Regions from separate parts of the Bos taurus genome. Here region 2 is linked to region 1. Evidence: chromatin contacts called from public Hi-C data. All regions are on one chromosome and are shown on one strand. The core of a region is the stretch at or near the end of the contact, and the rest is flanking DNA. Distances in the headings are between cores, read along the strand shown. Region 1 holds the start of ABCA9 (ATP binding cassette subfamily A member 9). Region 2 overlaps LOC107131548 (a long non-coding RNA gene).

Region 1 (2,700 bases), core at 44-2,543:
TGGTTCACACCCTGGTCTGGGAAGATCCCGCTTGTGCAGAGCCACTGAGCCTGTGGGTCTGAGCCTGTGTCTAGAGCCTGCAAGCTGCAAACACTGAAGCCCGAGGGCCCTGGAGCCCGTGATCGACGCCAGCAGACGCCAGCAGACAGCAGGGTGATGAGAAGCCCCTGGCTGCAGCTCGATAGAAGCCTGCACGGCAATAAGGACCCGGTGCACCAGGAAAAACAAAAAGGAAAAAATATACACGGATATGAAACATTCTTGGTTAGGAAACCAGCGGTGCCGTAGACTGGGGTGTCTGGAAGGGTTAACACTGGGGCCTCCTCTACTTTCCTGCTGTGGATGAATGTGTGTGCTGGAGAACATTTTAAAGAATGATGAACATGATCTAGTCGTGACTGGCGTTTTTAACTGTTAAGGCTGATTTTTTTTTCCCCACGGCATGTCCTGGTCAGAAATAAAAATACTATTCACTGTAGTTACACAAAACATCTATTTAGCTTAAATTGCTCTGAGTAGGAGCCTGTGTGATCTAATAATAACTTGGCTATAAAAGCCAGTCATTTCCTATTCAGACAGAATTCCCAGTATTCAGAGAATAAACATGTTACACAACAAATTTCGCAAAAATTTAGAATGATAAACAAGGTCGATGAAAATATAACCTTCAGGTTTCTTGATGAAGCCATTTAAATCATTTAAATACTCAGAACCTTAGGTCTCTGGTTAAAAAAAAAACTAATACTCAGAAAATCATGTATCCCCCCAATGCATATAAAGCCTCTGGCAGCAAAATTGAAAATGAACAAAAAAGAATAAGTAATTCTTACAGTTTGAGAAATATAGCTCATCCTTGTAAAGAGGCAACATTAAGTCTCATTCCTTTCAGCTTATCCAATAGTCTCTTAGACAAAACATGCTATTTGTCCAAACATGCTTTAGTCATAGGGTAAAAATTTAAATAAATATTGGTTCTCCAAGTGGTTATTTACAATACAATATGAAATACTCAGATAATTTGAAAAATCAAAATGACTTGCTAACAACATCCTGCATCTCACAGTTTTCATCCAAGTGTTTGGCATTCCCTGTTTGAAGTCACACGTTATATTTTCATTTGCAAAACCACATTTTCAGAGGTTAACTTACTCTCAGGAAAGCTGGAGCAAGACTCCAGAAACAGTTCATCCACGGGTCTCCGCGGGTCCTGGAGAACAATTCACATTCCTTTTGGGTCACTACTACATCAACGCTTTTAATTTCATGTTTATTGTGAATAGTTCCGTGTAGAACGGTTTCTGAAAAGGACTATGGTCTTAATTCAGCCAGACTGCCAAAACTCTGCTGACATCACGTGGCGACTTCTTTACAGTTTCCTGTTTCTTTGTCTCCCCGCCAGCTCCTCAGCAGGGAGTTCGTGGCTGCAGATGGCTGGCTGGACCCAGCGAGCGTCAGTACTATCAAATCAAAGAGAAGCTAGTCTTTTCCAATTCGCTTTTCTACGCAAGGCCCTCATGGGAGAGCTGACTCCCAACACAGTCTTTTAAAGAAACATAAGTAAAGAAACAGTTCGGAACAGAGCAGAGACAAGTAAAAAAGAAAAAAAAAAAAAAAAAAATGACATGGAGAAGGGAACGGCACCCCACTCCAGTATTTTTGGGAGAATCCCATGGCCAGAGAAGCCTGGCAGGCTACTGTCCATGGGGTCGCAAAGAGCTGGGCACGGCTGAGCAGCTCACACACACACACACACACACTGTGCTGAGCCCGGGGGATGCCTGTGAGAAGCACTCAGGTACCCATTCGAAAAAAAAAAAAAAAAAGACAAATACAGAAACGGGCCAGAAAGCAACTCAAAAGTCTCCACTGAAATTTAGTTCTTAAAATCTGGATATAGAAGTATGGCGAAGAAGAATGTAATTTTTTTAAGGGAACAAAATGAACTGAATTTTCATCTTCATCTGAGTTGTGTTGCATGCAAGCTACCTGCGGCATCTTTCTTGCAGTGGGGAATACGAGAGTCCTTAGAGCAACGTCACCTAAAAGCACCTGCCCTCCCAAGAGCTACGAGCTTCTTGTTTCTGCAAAAGTGCCGGAAGGCAGACTTTCTCTGTAAAGCGGCTTTACTTTCTCTGTAAGCAGCCGGTGGTTTTTAGGACATCTTGTTTTTCATATTATTGAAGAAACATTTTTAACAGGTAAGAGCTGCCGTTCTATCTTTTTTTGAGCATTTCAGGTAAATCAAAGATGAGGCAATTCTAAAAAAAAGTGAGAAAGTTGCTCATGAAATTACATGAAATTGTAATTTCATGAAAGTATAATTCGTGGAGAAGAAAGGTGAGTAGGGGCCAGCGTGTCTCTGCTCACTGTGTGGGTCTGTTGCGTTCCCCTGTGCTGTAACTGCTTCCTGAAAACGCCCGTGAGGGTATATGCTGTGCGGGCAATTCTCAAACCAAGTAGGCTCATCCGTTTCCTACGGGCTGTGATAATCACATGAGATCTTCCTCATTCACCTCCCATTCTCTCATATTTATTCTCTTGCAAATTGTACGAGTCCAGAAATGGCTAGGCTAGCAAAATAGAGGCAGATTGAACTCACTAATGCCTACGACTGCCAAACAAAGACAGGCTCTGATTGTTGCTGTACGGCTGCTGTCTTCTGCAGAAGATACAAAATTATCAGACTTAATAACACCTGCC
Region 2 (2,700 bases), core at 72-2,571, 74 kb before region 1:
CAAAACAGAACAAAACACAGGCGAACTAGAAAGAAAATGATGGAAATAAGGCAGAGAGCTGGTAAAGCCAAGAGCAGAAAGAGAAGCCACCTGGGAAAAAGCTGGAAACAGGGTGGAGGAAGTGTTTACGCCCATGAAGAGAATTGGCCGAAAAGTTAAAGAAACAAAAACAAAACAAAAATGCCTGCAGACCCTGATTATTCATGGATTTTGTCTCCCTTATGCAAAGCGTTAGGTTTGATGGGCTTTAATTTTCCAAGCAAACAACTTATTTACGTCTTACAGATGTGAGCACAGAGGGGAGAGAAAATTCAGAATCCACGTTGCAGCATGTTGCCTGTTAGAACTACATGGACTTGCCAGTGTTTGACTGTTTTTGGATTCCCCTGTAGCTCAGCTGGCAAAGAATCCACCTTCTATGTGGGAGACCTGGGCTCAGTCCCTGGGTTGGGAAGATCCCCTGGAGAAGGAAACGGCTACCCACTCTGGTATTCTGGCCTCGAGAACTCCATGGACTGTACAGTCCGTGGGATCACAAAGAGTCGGACACGACTGAGCGACTTTCACTCACTTTAACTGTTTGTAACCTATAGAAATGGCAGCTCCATACGGTTCAAACTTACGTTCCTGCCAATGAGACAAGATTGGGGTCCCAGTTCTCCTGTTGGCTGTCTCTCTTTGTTGACAGTCAACTGACTCTCTTTTTATCCTTGACTGATAAGTTTAGGGTCTCTGGAAGATTTTTTCCTTCCAAATGAGTTTTCTTTTGGCAGCAGGTAGAGACCCAGCAGTCCACCTTGATGGTGAGTTCTGTAAGGGCCTATCTACTTGAGTTTTGCTTTTCTGTGTTTCAACAGAAAACCCCCTCTAACCTTGCTGACTTCTCAAGTACAAGGTAGCTTCTGAATCTCCGTGAGCAGTTCAACCCCTCTCTCTGCTGCTTTCCACCAGACTTCTCTGAGCTCTAATCTACACACGGGCTGCTCAGGTAAACACCAACGGTTTTAGTCGCTAAGTTGCGTCTGACGCTTTTGTGAGTCCATGAACTTTAGCCCACCTCTGTCCTTGGGATTTCCCAGACAAGAATCCTGGAGTGGGCTGCCATTCCTTCTCCAGGAGATCTTCCCAACCCAGGGATCAAACTCGTGTCTCCTGGGTTGGCAAGAGTATGGGCTTCTCATACACCTATTACAGGGCTGTTGTGTGTGGAATTTGGGGCTCACAGTCCGTGGTTCCCTCCTTTCTAGGGTTATTTTCCAGCTGCTGTTAAAGCTGTGAACTCTGGACTCTGTCTCCTGAATTCACTATGACTGCTACTTTCCGCTTAGGCCCAATTCCTGGAATTGGTAAGTATCGGCGATTTCCCTCAGGAGGAAAGCTGGACACATATGGAGCATCCCTGTCTTTTTAAGGGTCATATTCCATCCAGGTTTTGTATGCTCTGGTTGTTCTCCACTGCTTTTGAATATTTGCACTGAGCTTTAAGATTGTTATCATCAGGAGGGTTATTTGGACATAAAACTACTTTGTCATGTTGGATACATGTTGAATCCTCTTGGGTGGATTCAAGCTGTATATTGCACTCAGAAGAGTAAGTCAGAGGTTTAAAATCTGATGTGACATGGGGGACGGGGTTGGAGCAGGGGTGGAGTGGGAGTTTGGGATTAGCAGATGTGAGCTCTGATATGTGGGATGGATAAACCATGAGGGGAGGCCCAGAGCACTGAATTCAGCATCCTAGGGTGAGCCACAGTGGAAAAGAACATTAAAAATACATATACATATGTATAACTGAATCACTTTGCTGTACAGCAGAAATTAAGATTGTAAATCAACTATACTTCAGTAAAAAACTGCAAAAAATGACATTTGATGTGGTAAATTTCTTAGTGACTCAAATAAATAAGAGAAATTGCAGTATTTTGTGTTGGAATAAGTAAGCTTCAGGTTCCAGGGTTGATGCCAGTTTGAATATGAATGAGAGCTGGAAAGTATGTGGTGTGTGGAGCTCTGGTTCCTTTGGCAAAAGAGGGACAGCAAACTGTCCCTGGGGTGGGAGACTAAGTGTATTTGCCAGACACAAAGTTGACACTTGACAGGGCCTCCCAGTCCGTAAGCATTTCACTCTTGCAACGCCCATCCTGTTGGAATGATTTCCAGCCTGAGCTCATCAAGAAGCTTGGGTCGAGTTCTCAGACACTGAACTTGAGATTGAGACTTTTGATGCCACCCAGGTGGCTGGAAGTAGAGAGCAAATACTTCTCTATCTGTGCAGGGCCAGTGGGCAGGGCCAGCTTCTAGAAGCATTCTAACTTAGACGTATATGGATATTAAAAAAAAAAACAAACCCAAAGATGGCACTCTTTGAAAATTTAGTTTGGCAAATAAAGGGGAAAAAAATACAGAAAAGTTTTCATTATGTCGATCCCAAAATGTAAGGCAAGCTCGGAAAAGAACAGCATTTTGTTGATGACCTATGGTGACATCTTAATGATGGTTTGAGGGATTTTTCTTGTGAAATTGTTTTCGGGTTTGAAGAGTTGGCAACAGAATCTCATGTGCTTTCTGGGAAAGTTGGAGACATTTTACAGTGTTCTAAAGAAAGTTTCAAACAAAGCTTTTTTGGTTGACGTAAATAACAGGATGGAGTCAGAGGTACTTGTGTTTTTCTTTCTCCATTCTTTCTTTACTAGGTAAGAA

The links. A called contact is a pair of places that touch in the nucleus more often than the background predicts.
Region 2: a contact with region 1 is called in a Hi-C map of liver, with 2.6 times the contacts expected there. The contact joins the enhancer-like site here to the promoter of ABCA9 in region 1. A contact is called at or near these places in 2 of 11 Hi-C or Micro-C datasets (liver and skeletal muscle).

The regions. Positions count from the first base shown.
Region 1 is chr19:61,486,788-61,489,487 of ARS-UCD2.0, reverse strand. ABCA9 (ATP binding cassette subfamily A member 9) reads right to left here and starts at 1,293. Exons shown (of 40, transcript NM_001434972.1): 1 at 1,150-1,293. The coding sequence starts at 1,188.
Region 2 is chr19:61,560,427-61,563,126 of ARS-UCD2.0, reverse strand. LOC107131548 (a long non-coding RNA gene) reads left to right here. Exons shown (of 5, transcript XR_009491608.1): 4 at 1-2,700. Among named protein-coding and RNA genes, the nearest start is that of MGC134105, 33 kb to the left of the region's middle. Within about 2 kb of position 1,321, at least 4 of the 102 cell types and tissues checked have an H3K27ac peak or open chromatin away from gene starts, as enhancers often do. A contact at or near this core is called in liver, where this site is marked.